Linked DNA regions of Zea mays: all the other regions are linked to region 1. A link is a contact called in public Hi-C data. All regions are on one chromosome and are shown on one strand. Each heading gives the region's core, a stretch centred on a gene start, on an enhancer-like site or on the middle of the called end of the contact. The rest is flanking DNA. Distances are from core to core; before and after follow the strand shown. Region 1 holds the start of LOC103654219 (nitrate reductase [NAD(P)H]). Region 2 holds the start of LOC100383585. Region 3 holds the start of LOC100502198.

What was found. Hi-C and Micro-C count contacts between places; a contact is called where the count stands out from the background.
Region 2: a Hi-C map of leaf shows a contact between it and region 1, with 4 times the contacts expected there. The contact joins the promoter of LOC100383585 here to the promoter of LOC103654219 in region 1. A contact is called at or near these places in 5 of 25 Hi-C or Micro-C datasets (bundle sheath, ear and leaf).
Region 3: a contact with region 1 is called in a Hi-C map of ear, with 2.3 times the contacts expected there. The contact joins the promoter of LOC100502198 here to the promoter of LOC103654219 in region 1. A contact is called at or near these places in 5 of 25 Hi-C or Micro-C datasets (ear, leaf, root tip and 2 more).

Annotation. Positions count from the first base shown.
Region 1 is chr4:182,651,299-182,656,026 of Zm-B73-REFERENCE-NAM-5.0, reverse strand. It overlaps LOC103654219 (nitrate reductase [NAD(P)H]), which reads right to left and starts at 3,441. Exons shown (of 4, transcript XM_008681046.2): 1 at 2,448-3,441; 2 at 2,169-2,309; 3 at 1,566-1,798; 4 at 1-1,441. The coding sequence starts at 3,375. The coding sequence ends at 110.
Region 2 is chr4:183,009,270-183,013,927 of Zm-B73-REFERENCE-NAM-5.0, reverse strand. It overlaps LOC100383585, which reads left to right and starts at 3,199. Exons shown (of 2, transcript NM_001176233.1): 1 at 3,199-3,303.
Region 3 is chr4:183,044,949-183,050,025 of Zm-B73-REFERENCE-NAM-5.0, reverse strand. LOC100502198 reads right to left here and starts at 2,055. Exons shown (of 5, transcript NM_001363232.1): 1 at 1,695-2,055; 2 at 820-876. The coding sequence starts at 1,931.

The DNA of each region.
Region 1 (4,728 bases), core at 2,192-4,691:
ACTTTAGCTCGCTACTATTACAACAAGATCGACGCGTTACTAGGGTCAAGACGCAGTATTTCTATGTACTGTTGCGCCTTGCATGACATTCGTTAGCCAAAGCTTCCGATCAAAAGACAAGGCAAGCCCTGTCGAGGTCGTACCCCATCTTCTCCAGGCCCGGGCGCACCGTGCACTCGATCATCGCCGGCGGCCCGCACACGAGCGCAAGCGTCTCGCTGTCTCCCAGGGGCAGGTGCTCCCTCAAGACTTGCTCGTCCACTCTCCCCACGCCGTATTCCCACCCGTCCTCCGGCCGTGCCACCTTGCTCACCACGTACCACACCTTGAGCCGCGCCGGGTACGCGGCAACCCAGCGGTTGATCTCCTCACGCAGGAGCATGTCGTCCACCGTCCGGTTCGCGTACACGAGGTGCATCTCCGTGTCGTCGTCGGGCTGGTCCCTCAGCACGGCCTGGATCACCTGGTACACCGGCGTGATGCCCGTCCCACCGGCGACCATGGCGAGCCTTCGCGCGAACCGGCGCTCACCGTTCACCACGAAGCCGCCGCGGCCGGCGTACTCGATGTGCCCTACGGGGCCCTTGATGTCGATGGTCGCGCCGAGCGGCAGGGAGTCCAGGTGCTGCGACATGAGCCCGCCGTTGGGGTACTTGGGGTCCTCGTCCTTGAAGTATATCTTGATCAGGAGCTCGACGTGGCCGACCTCGTCGGCGGGGCTCGTAGGCGTGTACGCGCGCATGCAGAGCTTGCCGTCTATCGACGCACACACGTACACGTGCCTTCCGACGGGGAGACCGAGCTTCTGGTCCGGCGACGGCAGCGCGAACCGGAAGAGGCGCACGTTGTAGGACAGGCTCTTCTTGCCGACGAGCCGGCACTTGACCTTCTCCCGCGGGTTGGAGAGCGCGACGGTCGACACCGGCAGCGGCGCGGCTGCAGCAGGGGCCTCGTCGATGGCCCTGAGGTCGGCGTGGCTGTTCTGTGGGGAGTAGTCGCTGCCGGTGACGACGAGCTCGCCGACGCGGTACGTCTCGAGGAGGCCGCGGGCCTTGTCCGAGTGGATGGCGTCGAACTCCTCAGTGCAGTCGGTGCCGGCGCTGATGAGGATGCTGTCGGCGCCTCCCGGGTGGTCCTTGAGGAACCCCGTGCAGTCGTAGATGTGGCCGTGCACGACGATCCAGGCGGAGTCTGGGGACTTGTGGCGGCGCACCTCGGACATGGTGTACTGCGCGGTGGCCGTGTTCATGAAGGGCGTGGACGTGCTCTTCTTGAGCGTGCCCTGCGCGCTCTCCGACGTCTCGAGGTGCTTCTGCCGCGCCATCCAGCCGCCCGGCTGGTTGCCCGGCTGCGTCGGGTGCTCGAACACCAGGCCGATCTCGCCCTTGTGCGGCCGGCACGCGTTGACCTTCACCCGGAACCAGCAGTTGTTCATCATGCCCTGCGCGCGCGCAGGAACGGACAAGCCACACGTGCATTTAATCTAACACAGCCGTGGAAGACAAGCATCGGACGGACCGACGGCGAAGCCACCGGAAAGGAAGCACGATGAAGCGGTAACTCACCATGAGGTTACAGATGAGCTTCTCCGGCTGGGTGTTCATGGCCTCGTCCCAGGCGCGGACGGCGATTTCCTTGGCCCCGAGCACGTCGAGCACCTCGACGTCGACGGACCAGAAGCACCAGCACCAGTACTTGCCGTACTTGGTTGGGCGCTCCGGGTGGTCGAGCGAGCACACCTGCCACGTCTCGCCGCCGTCCAGTGTCACCTCCACCCGTGTTACTTTCCGGCCGCCACCTGGCAACAGTCATCGCCATGCGTTTATCCCACGAGAAAAAAAAAAGTAAGGAAACGAGAAGAGGGAGCCTTGGATAGCCCAACAAAAGCCCACAACATTGTAATTTCAGGCCATCTACAACGCAAAGTACCGGTTTACACTATGTATTACATTATTTACATAATGAAGTTTAAAATAGTGAGTGAAATATAGATTCTGCTAGAGATAGTCTTACAGTGCTCTAACATGGTGAAAGGCCGACCTCAAACAAAATTCGGATTCCTCCTCAGATATACGCGTATACGAAAAGATTCACACGAAGCAGCGCGGCGCGTCGTCGGCAATGCAAGATGGGATGACGAAATGCTGCGTTGTTGGACTCACACTCACCGGAGTATGCATATCCCTTGATCGTATACGGCCGCTGCGTCGTCAGGGCGTTGATGGGCAGCACCTCGTCGTGTCCCGGCGTGGTGATCACCGAGTTGATGTTGAGCTCGTTTATTATGTACTCCGGCCGGTACCACCACGCTGCACGAAACCATTCAAAACACACACACACACACACACACACACACACACTTAGCCTTGCGCACGTCGGCGTCCAGAAGAAACAAAGAGACCGTATTTGATGAGCGAGCGAGCGAGCGAGGCAGATACATAACATACCTTCGGCATTGGCGAGCTCGGCGTCGACGTGGGACGGCAGCACCCGGTTGTCCCGGTAGTGGTAGTAGCTGTCGGACTCGTCGGACGCGACGACGACCCGCCTGAGCCACTTGACCATGCGGCCGCCGATGAAGCCCGGCACGATGACGCGCACGGGGAAGCCGTGGTCGGGCGCCAGCGGCTCCCCGTTCTGCATGTAGGCGAGGATGACGTCGCGCGCCGGGTCCATGGCCACCCCGCGCCGCAGGCTGGTGCCGTACTTGCCGCCGGGGAGGTCCTCGGCGCCCTCGAAGCACACGTTGGCGGCGCCGTCCGCGGCGCGCATGACGCCGCACCGGCGCAGCACGTCGCGGAGCCGCGCGCCGCGCCACACGGACGTGGAGACGGCGCCGGGGCCCCAGTTGAAGCCCACGGTCTGGCGCACCATGTTCTGCTCCTTGCGCCGGTTGCCCGCGCACACCAGCGTCACGGGGAGCTCCACGGCCTCGAACTCCGTCACCAGCCGCTCCATGGTCAGCTTGGCGGGGCGCGTCACGAGCCCCGTCACCTCCACGGTCCACGTGGACCAGTCCGCCCTGGGGACCGCCCCGTGGTTGCGCACGTAGTGGAGCGGCGCCGGGGTGATGAACCCGTGCGCCATCAGCCGCGGCACCGGAGGCTCCGAGTTGAAGGGGTGCTTGCCCGTCAGCCGGACGAGCGCCGGGTGGCGCCGCACCCACGCGTCGGAGGTGGCCTCGTCGCGTGGGTCATGGACTGGCGGCTCCACCTCAAGGCGAGGGCGGTACAGCGACCGCCAGTCGACCGCGGGGATGCTGTCCTCGTCCTCGGAGTCGGAGTCGGAGCCGGTGCGGAACATGTCGAAGCTCTTGGGAGGCGCATTGGCCGGCCACGGGTGAGGAGCCAGGTGCCGCTCAACGGAGGCCGCCATTGTCGTCGCAGGTACGAATAGGTGACGGTTGTTATGACCAGAGCTCGAGGTTAATTGGAAGCTCGAGTGGCACCTGCGCTTGGAAGCTGGGGAGGTGGGGGTGCGGGGTTTATATAGGCAGGAGGAGGCGCGCCGCGAGCGCGAAGGCTTCTACAGTCCTGCTCCTCCACTGCTGCATGATACTTACCCCTGATGGCTGATGCAACGTATCAGCATATGCGCGGGCGGCACATGTATGCAAAATTGTTGGCGTCACCACAGGCCAAGTAACCGGTGGTGAGACGCCAGGCCAGGAGGATGGATGCCATACTTCAATGCTTCACTACCCGTTTTGGCAACAGCTGACCGGGCGATCAAGACTCAGGGGTTGCCTCCCGCCGCCTCCAAGGGCCAACGCGGGAGATGCCGGAGCCGCGCATGGCAGAGGCAGGTGCAGCAGCACCAGTACGTAGACGTAGCGGCCGGCGCCTGTGTGTGTGCTGCTGTGACTTGCGAGCTTTCTGGAGCTCAGCTCAGCTCAGCATCATCTGGATGGCGAATGAACCGATGCGTCCTCCTGCGGTTCCATCTGCGATCGAGATCGACCTCGCATTCACGCCCTGTCTCTTTCAAGCGTTGTTTTTTGGCGCCAGCCAGCCGCCGTGCAGTGGCGCCATGAGCTCTCGTCCTGTGATTTGAACTGCGCGCCCGTCAGGTCAGGTCAGGTCCGGCCACACCATCAGTCTGGGGCGCCCGGGCCATGCTCTGGAGTTCATTAGGCCTTACAAGACTCGAGCAGCCACCTGCGTGCTTCACGGTTTATGCGCATCTTAGTAGAACGACGGTTTATGCGTATCTGATGATCATTCTTTAGTGGCGCAAACGTGAAAAATTTGCGGTGCAAATATGCTACATTCCTCATGATCGACGGGACGGGAATCGAGGAGATGAAACGGAGAGGCAGGCAGGTTTGCACGTAAAAGGAGAGCGGCACCGACTGCATCTCCAAGCCCTGGTCCTCCCCTCCTACATATACACTTTTCTGTGGAAGGACTACTTTCGATACGAGCCACTCATACGATCGTCCTAATATATGTGGATTAATTCTGCGGAAGGCCTAAAATGTCCCTTTTTAAGCTGGAAAAAGGCCACGCCGCTGTGGTTCGGTCTTTAACGAGTGAAATGTAATAATGTCTTCTTCTAAGCTGGAAAACGCCACGTGTAATAATGTTCACGTCGGAAAGGATCCAGATGTTTAAGCGAGCAGCTAAATTACAGCATTCTTAACATTGACTTGCTTGAGATTTAAACTCACCAAATCTCACTCAATCCACGTGGATTGAGAGCTAACCGAACAAGCCTAAAAAATATTAT
Region 2 (4,658 bases), core at 1,950-4,449, 360 kb before region 1:
AGTGTTTAAGGGTTTGATCGGCCCGAGGCAAGAGGGAATCACGGCTTGTGGGTAAAGTGCGCAACCTCTGCAGAGTGTTATGAAACTGATATATCAGTCGTGCTCGCGGTTATGAGCGGTCAAGGGAGCTCCATTGATTAGAGATACTTGATCAGAGATGGTTGGTTTACAGGTGGTGACGAGGATGATGGTTTTGACTATGGTAATGGTAAGTGGTATTCTTTTTGTTTGGAAAGGGTACTTTGGGTTAATAACTTGGGTTAATGCTAAAATCTGGCTTTCTACTAGTAATAATAACCTGACCAACTAAAAGCAAATGCTTGACTTATCTCCATATAAAGCTAGTCCACCTCAGCCAAACAGGATATTTGTTGAGTACGTTGATGTGTACTTACCCTTGCTTTCACAAAACACCAGGTTGCCTTTGGTGCAATCTATGCTCAGGTAAAGAAGAAGGCATCGAGGCGGATCTCCAGGAGTTCCAGGACTTCGACGAGTTCGAGGATTAGGCTAGCGACTTCCCTTAGTCAGCTGCCTGTGGTGGGTTGTTTACGTTGGCTACGTTTCGATTCTGTGTACTTTGATTTATATTATGTAAATGGCTCTAGACTGTAATATTATTACTCACTCTTTACTGTAATTCGAAGCATTGTGCTATGATGAGTCATTTATGTAATCGCTGTGTACGTGAATTACTGATCCTGGCACGTACATGGTTCGCATTCGGTTTACCTTCAAAACCGGGTGTGACACCCCAGTAGAATACAAGTTTCACTATAAAGTCCACGCTTGAGCTATAAAATGAGCTGGACAACTTTCATTGGACACATAAGCACACGCCTCAAAGCAATACTATGACCAGCACTACATTGGACTACGATGAAAGGTTGAAGCAGTATAAACCCAGTGTCTCATTCCCTGCTCGGATCTTCGTGATTCACCATTCGGAATGAGTCCGCGTTTGCATCCCCATCGAACACAAATCTATTGTACCCGATTTCCAAAACCACAACAATATTTGTTCTTATAATTTTAATATCTGATATGTGAATTATATATTCACTTTGATACTAATTTTTTTACGGTTATCAAATATTATTTTATGCCGTCGTAGCGTTGTACTAGTACAGTATTAGCCATGAGCCATGATCGTGAGTTGCATTTCAGCCCAGCAAAGTTTACTTTTTATGTATATGCCATTGAAATTAATGGAAACTGTTGTAATAAAAAACAGAAAGAGAGAGAAAGAGAGTTGGAATTTAGGGGTCGGACCACGTAATGGAAAGAGAAAGCGCTGGTGGGGACTGGGGAGAGAAGACCGCCACCAGCGGCGAAGCCAGCCGGATGCATCGGTGCCAGACTGCTAGTCCCCTAGACACGGATGTTCTAGTTCTACGAATGAACAGTGCATATCAAAGATTTTCCATTGATTTTGCCAAAAGTCGTAAGCGTCGGCTGACGCCAATGAAGAGGCTAGTTAATGGGGTGATAATGATCTCTAAATTTTACACTATAAGATTGTCGGATCAAATTAGAATCGACTCTATTTTTATTCATTTTTGAATTACAAATTATTTAGTGCTCTACCATTTTGTGAATAAACATTTGAATAACGATCCATTACCCCTCTACTAGCTCCACCTATATGACTGCCACACGCGCAATGCTGGGCTGATTGCTCATGCACATATTTTATTTTAAACTTAACTCCATAAACATTACAATTTTAGTACAAAACGGTGTCTTTCATAAAACAGTTCCAACATAAGACACTACTTATAGTTTCTATAGCATCCACGTCATCTAGAAACTAGTACTAGACACTACCTGTCCAATGCAAACATCAATATCATCCACGTCATCTAGAAACTAGTACTAGACACTACCTGTCCAATGCAAACATCAATATTACTAGGTATGTGTCCGTGCGTTGCCACGAGGCGGGGGAACATAGAGGGAGCGATGTCTAGACTATAAATATAATTATTTTTATTTCTAAACATTAAGGTAAGTTTGGTTTAGTGGTTAGTCTCAAATTTCTGGAGCGGAGGGCGTGAGTTCAATGCTCTCTTTGTACTATTTTTTGTGTGCGTTGCGCGGGCGCTGGACATAGAGAGGAGGGAAGTTATGGTAGCACCACGGGCGTGAGTTCAATGCTCTCTTTGTACTATTTTTTGTGTGCGTTGCGCGGGCGCTGGACATAGAGAGGAGGGAAGTTATGGTAGCACCACATGTCCACGTTAGATTTTTAATAGAGTAATATAGATTAAACTGAATTTAATACTCTTCTTTTCTTATTATATCATAAGCTTTTTTCATTTAATTACTTGAACATTATCTTTGTGACAACCAAATTAATGCTATAAAAACTAGATGGTGTTGAGGGTTGGGACCGCTCTAACCTGAAAGTTGTGGCTGCATCTAGCAGCCGATCCGGCGGAGGCTACCCATGTGATCTGCCCCACCAACAGTCCGCCACCCTCTTTGCATTCCAACTTCCAACCCTCCGATCAACTGTTTTGGATCCCGTGCGGCGCGGAATGGCTGTGTGGCGCTGATGCCCTTGCAAATTCTCTCGTTCAGGAGTGATGCATGCCTGTGCGGCTGTGCGCCATGCATTTTATTCTGTCCATCCAGAAATGAGCGAGGCCAATCCAACCTTATCCGTCCCCGTCCCTTCTTTCCCATCTCGCAGAAATCACAGTGGCCGAACGCAGGCCCCGGAGAAAACTCTTCTGCAGGCTGCAGCTGCAGCCCCGGCGGCGTGCGTACCTGTGCGGTAAACGCCGCGAGCCCCGGTCTGACACTGACTCCGGCGGGCCGCGGTTCCGTCACAGTGTCGTCACCCACCAGATGCCAGCCCACCTACATGGGCGCGGTCCACAGGACGGACGGGGACCTCACCGCAGTGTTTCTCACGGACCACGGCTGCACTGCACGGCACCGCCTACCTTGGTGTATGTAAGCCACTGGTCCATGCACCGTTCCCCCCGACGAGCCGTAACGGCGTAACCGCGACGCGAACCCGCCACACGGCACGGCAACCGCCCCACCTGCTTCGGCGTCCACGGGACGTGTCCCCCCACTCTCCAGGCTCTAGCCATGATGTGGATCCCACCAGAAACGATGAGGAAAAGAAGCGACGAAATGTGCGCCATTTAACTAGCGTCGCGTCCTTCCAATTCCTCCTCTCTGTTGCAAACCTCTCCTCACTCACTCCGTCCGACGCCCTTCGTCACCAGCCTCCTTCCTCGCGCCGACCGCCGGGATCCGGCGCCCCCGTCTACGCCCGCCTCGGTCTAGGTACGGGCCCTGCTTCTGATTCGGGCGCCTCCGGTATGCCTGCCATGCTTGCGACGAAATCGGCGGCTCGGTTCGGCACTGGGTCCTGCTGGACTAGGTCACTAGGGCTCTTCCTTTGGGATCCTGGCCGTGTGGGTGGGGGCAGGAACAGGCTTGCCTTCGATGAAATTCGGGTGCTCCCGTGGTGATTTGGGCGCTCGCTGTTTCGTTGCTTGCCTGTGTGGTGGTGTCGCAGGCTTGGGTGCCTGGCTGCGCCTTAGCCCAAACGTGAGTTTTCCCGGGATTTTCCTGGTGGAATTGGGAACGGACGGACGGCCTAGGGATCTCGCATGGGCGCGACAGGATTGGTCCTTCCCGCGCGAATTTTGCCGCTCCAGTCGAAGTTTAGGCGCTTCTGGTTATGAATTATCTTGTGTGAGGCTTTGTCCTAGTTGAAGATAGCCAGAGCATTTCTGATCTTTCAGAGCATTGACTTGTTGGCCTCTTTATTCTCCATACAATTTATCGTTTGCGTGTAGACTAGGACGTACGCGTGCCTCGGGAAGAAATGAGGATCCATTTCGTGAATTCGTTGCTGGGTCAGTTGCTAATCTCACACTAACTGCACATATGATTCCTTGCTTGAGGTCCAGGCAAAGAGCTAACGCTTAGTTCTTAGTGCATTGTTGAGTGAGTGGATAAGGTGATTTTAATTAGGAAAAAAGGTGTATTCTTTCGCAGCAAGATTGGCTTTTGATTTTGGACCAAATTGTGGCAAAGGGAATCCTTTGCCAACGCCCATCCATGTGCTAGTGCTAGTGCTAGTGCTAGCGATCTGCACTGAACAAGGGGTTGCTTCGAGTTCTTTGCTTGCACTCGTAACTTAGCATTTCCCAAAAGGGCGGAATCATTGGCTCAAGTGCAGAATCATTTGATTCGTTCAATTTAAAAGCCATCTGCTGTTGTTTTCCCTTCTAATCTGACAGATCTGAGATGAGGCATGAGGTGCTCCATGTGAGAGCTACCCCTATACCTACTTTTCTGGCTCTTGCTTGACTTTATTTATTATTTAATTGGGAATGTAGATCACATCTAACATGCTCCATTGATATGATTATTTAATGCCTTTGGTTGATCCACCTGTCTGTTTCATTTTCTGCCTGCCCGGCCAGTTTTGATCCTATAAAGTCTCCCGCCTTGCTTTTATCCTCCACTCTGAACTGAAGTTCCGTAAGCTTCTCCAAGAAGAGGGAAAGGTCTTGTAGGGAGCAAAGTTTTGTTTTTTCTGGTAATATGGTACTCGATGTCTCATATCCTTGCCGTAGAGTCAATTTATTTTCTTTACATTGTGAGAAGAACACCATCTGGTGGAAATG
Region 3 (5,077 bases), core at 806-3,305, 400 kb before region 1:
CATGCAGAGGCGACGTTGACAAAGATGCCCTCTGCTGCGCAACCTTCGCTGCTCATTCCTGCAAAACAGGGTTTGCAAATTGCAACAGCAATTGGTACTAGCTTGATCGCATTCATGAACATGATTCTCCTTCATATGTAGTAGGGTTTTTTTTAACCAGGACAGATTTCTTCAGCTCTGATGGCGACCTGTTGTCTGGCACTCCTTCGATCAAGTCGTCTCTGACTCTGAGCTGAAACTCCAAAGCTGAACCGTGCCAAGGAAGATCGACCCAGCAATGGGGTCTGGTCCGTCCACACACCGGTGACCGGTGTGTCTCCCCAGAGCAAACCCCGGGCCAGTTGGGATCCAGGAGACCGGCTCTTGGCGCCCGTCAACTTCGCTAAACCCTCATCACATCAGCACCCCGTCCCTGACAGAGATTGATAAAGCTAGCACGCAGCCGCAGGCACAAGCTGCCTGGGGGCAGGACGGCGACGAACCAGACTGAAGAAGATGGACAGGGGACGATGGGGAGGCGCTCGCGTCAAGTCGACTGGCGAGCGGACAAGCGCGGGGGTGGGGGCAGTCGGTGACATGGTCTGTGTCGGGTGGGTGAGGACCCATGGGGCCGACGGCCTGTGGAGAACCCATATACACCCATGGGTATAAACCGTTTCCACCCACAATATGAAATAAACCCAACCAAACCACTTCATAGTTAATTAAAACCCATCACAGCCCATCTAAATCAAACCTATTTCTAAAACCCACCCAAAATACCCATTTATAACCACCCCATTTGCAGGCCTAATCATTTATGAGAAGCCGCATCTGTACCTTTGAGAGGACATCAGGTCGTAATCCCCCTTCAGAACCAGCGCATCTATTTACAACCTGTAAGAGAAGGAGGTGTTAGTTTCTGAAGCTGATTGGTGTTGCCCCAAGTACATCCACCTAAATCATTTCACTTATTGTACAATTTGAGTTACTGATAGAATTTACTTCCTCCTATTAGGCCCAAAATATAAGTAGCAAACATTCCAACATGCACTATCAGTTAGAATATTAGGATGAGATGCTCATACCTTTACACTTTGATATAAACAAGCATGCAGTGCTTAATATTCAAACTCGGAATTTATTTTAAAAACAAAAAATAAGTGTTAACAACAGAACACAAGTCAAACAACTATAATCAAGATAGCATTAAAAATCAAAGTACCTCGTCCCCAGCCCTTTAACAATGTGGTGCATTCATATGGCAAGTTCTGAACTGAACAGCCAAAAAAACATGAGCCAAGCAAGAACAGATGTAACTCGGCTTTTATAGCAAGTATATAAAAGTATACAGTTCCGATTCTTTTCCCCCAGTCGGAACTGAATATTTCAAAATTCTTGTAAATTCTGTCAATTTGAATTGAGGCCTTCTTTCCCCAGGTAAGGCTTTAACATCAAACAGCATTATCCCAAGTTCGACAGAACTCAAGATTTTGCACTGAATCAAATAGAAATCTTCAGTGGTTTGAGCAACGCCTCATGTTTGGTTATTGCATATTCCATCAGAACATATGTACACGGTATGATCTCGCACAAAAGTGTAAAACCATCCAAACATGGCAATAGAAGCTAGACCGCACGAAGGGTAAAGATTGAATTTTTGGGTTACCGCGGCGTAGACAAGAAGAGAAAGAGGCAAGATACATCCCGCTCACCTGGGCAAGCACCGCCGCGAAGGACATCCCGAGAGGCAGCGCAAGATCCTGCACATCGCCGCCATCGGCTCTCACCCCTCCCCTAACGGCCACCTGCCGCCGCCACCGGCGCCGCCGCCGCAGGTGCACCCCCTTGAGCAGCCAGGAGCGCCCGGACGCCGAGACGCCGGAAGACGAGGCCGACGAGGACGACCCGCCGGCCTCCGGCGAGGCGGCGGCGATATGGGCCCCGTTCATACGGGAAAGAGCCCTGTGGGGGAAGAGAGGCGCTAGGGTATATTGAACTGAAGCTGCGCACTACTGTGAAATTTTGCCCTGGACTCCGCTTGGAAGTAAAGTAACGAAGAAATTCTTCGCCGGCTATGAAACGAACTGGAGATGGGAACGCGATAGCGAAACGGCGTCGTAATGACGCCGAGTTAGCCGCTGAAGCAAATGCGGAAGGAAGCTCCGGTCAACTCGCGCGTGTAAACCTGAACACTTCTGTCAAAGTTCGTTTGGACGTGGATTGGATTCGCCGTTGCTTTCCTTGTATCTTTCTTTTACCGTTGGTTATTAACAATAAAGAGACCAGCAAAATGACTTGTAAAGCTAATTTTAAGTTACTTAGAGCAACTCCAATAGATTAGTAATATGTTTGGTCAAAGTAAATTCAGCTAATGTTAGAAAAAGCGTCTTCAATAGACTCTCTAAATGACTTTAAATTTAGTGGCACTTTATCCCTCCAACTTCGCTCTTTATTTTTGGGTAACCTTAGTTTGTGGTTTACCGAGTCTGTTAGATTAGACTGCACTTTTTTCTGTAAAATCTAATCTAGAGAGTGGCTAAATCAGTAAATTCGGTTAGTCCTGAATATAGTTATGGGGATAGATAGACGGCTAGAGATAATCTTAATAGCAAAAAAGACTATGTTCAAAAATCTCTAAAACTAATAGTTGTCAACTAAAATTAGTTGACAAGTTTAGAACAGGTTAGCTAATAAACCAGCTAATTGTTAGTCATGTCTCTCAAATAGCTATTAGTTGTTAGCTGCTCTATCCTAGCTAATAACTTGTTAGCTGACTAACAATTAGCTCTAGAGATTTGGAACATGACCTAAGCATCTTCTAGAGACACTCTATTTTTGACTCTCTATATGACACTCTACATATAGATTACATTCTATATATAGCATCTCACTCCAATAGATTATCTATTTAGTTTGGCTAATTTGCGGCTAGCCAAAATTGACTAGAGCGGGGCCAATTTGAATAGCCGGATAGCTTAACGAGTTGGATGACTAGTCTGTTGGAGAGTTATTTTGCTGTTGAGTAGCCAAATTTGGCTTGCTGAACCATTTGACTAATCTCTTGGAGATGCTCTAACTGTAGTCAAATTTGGCTAGCCACTCTGATCCAAGAGACTCTTTATTTTTTACTCTCGATTTAACTATTTATTTGTCTCTCCATAAAGATTAAACTCTATATATAACATCTTGTTCCAACATATAATTAGCTTGGCTAGCGAGAGTTGCTAGCCAAATTTGGCTAGTGAGGGAGTTAATTTATTGGCAAGTTAAATGGTTAGTCTGTTGCAGAGCTATTTGCTATTAAGTAAGTACAATTTAGTTTGACAAGCTATTTAGATAGTCTCTTGGAGATGCTTTGACTAGCCAAACTAACTTATAATGAGATGCTACGTATAAAGCGTAATCTCTATGAAAAGGTAAATAGAGAGTAAAAAATAGAGAGTTACTTGAAGATGCTATTGAACTGGTAAAAGGTTGTTGTACGTAGACATACAACTTGCATCGACGAAGATTGAAGGGTAATTGAAATTTGAAACTTCTCAGTGTTCTCAGAGACAGAAACTTCCTTGTCAGTAGCAGAAACTGCTCTGCAACTGCAGCCTCAAACAATGGGCCACTCGTAAATTTCGCTGGTCTCACTGGCATACTACTTTGGGCCTGGTGAACGATTTTCTGGCCCGCACACGTTCCACATCAAACGGACAGTTCACGCACGGCATGACATCGCAGGCCTGTTTATGCTCACGAGGCCGCCTAGCTCTTACTGGGCCATCATTAGGCTAGCCCACCCCTCCAACGAATATCCCGTTCTCCACTTCTCCTGTTCTCCATGCTCGCGAGCACCAGTCGAACTCTGCTCCGTTCTGATGAATCATGAGCAGAGGAGCCAGCATCAGCACTTCAGCACTGTCGTTGTCGTTGACATCGACCCCGACAATTTCAGTTCTGCATCTGTAGGTACGTAAGATTGCTGACCCCGTCTTGGACAGGATTTTCTTTTACGGATAGAATTGAAGTAGCCCACTGGAATCCAAGGCCAATGGGGCAATGGGGCTTGTTGCCTGGTGGCAAGAGAGGTTGCCCAAAAGCCTCACGCTGAAGGCAGACCACGATGAATGCTCAATATCCTCCATCGTCTTCACCGGCCCGGTGCCGCCTCTCCATAGTCAGCATGGGCTCGCCACCAGGTGAGCCTCACAAGTCGTAACCAACTAGAGATGGCATCCCCCATTGGGAATTCTTTTATTAGAGAACAGTGATGGAAAAGTTAGTTTTTTTCACCGGAATGTAAACGGAGAAAAAAATTCTTCTGATGAGGAAATATTCTTTTTTCGAACACGCAGAAGAGTTGTATCATTATATTAATAAAAAGAAGAAATTATAGTGTTAACATAGACCGAGATACAGAGAACCGCCTTACGGCGGCCAAGATCTTTTATACATAAAAAGATCCATCTATCAAACTAATATTATAAACCACCATAGGGTGTGGCAGGGGCAGGGGCAGGCAGGGCCGAATCCAGAATTTTTTTATGACCCGGCCAAATCTACTAAATTTCCTTCTCTTCATTTTATCTTAACAATTTTATACCGTGTAAATAGAGACTTATATAGAGTTACATGGATCAAGCCCCGGACCACGGACCGGGTGGCCCGGGTGTAGATCCGCCCCTGGGGGCAGGGGCAGCTGCAAGAAAGCTCAGCCCCTTGGCTCCAGAACATTCCCACACTCGACCCTCTCCTCAAACATGAGATAAAACTGCATTTATATTAGGAGATTGGCCATAAAAACACATCTGTTTCTATGGTTCCACAACATCCAAGCTCTCAAAATAATCAGGGAATTGAGACTTTCTCTGATAGGACCAACAACAGTTTCACTGACATCTTTCCACCGGTCCATGAAAGTTTGATTGTTTGGTTGTGTAGCCCAACCTTGGAACTTAAATTGTCTAAGCATGTGGAACCAACATTGTTTAGAGAAGACACAAGCCACAAGAAGATGATCAATTGACTCCCCTTACTGGTCACAGAAAGGACATCTTTCTGGATGATCAAGCCCACGCTTTTTAAGCCTATCAATCGTCCAACACTT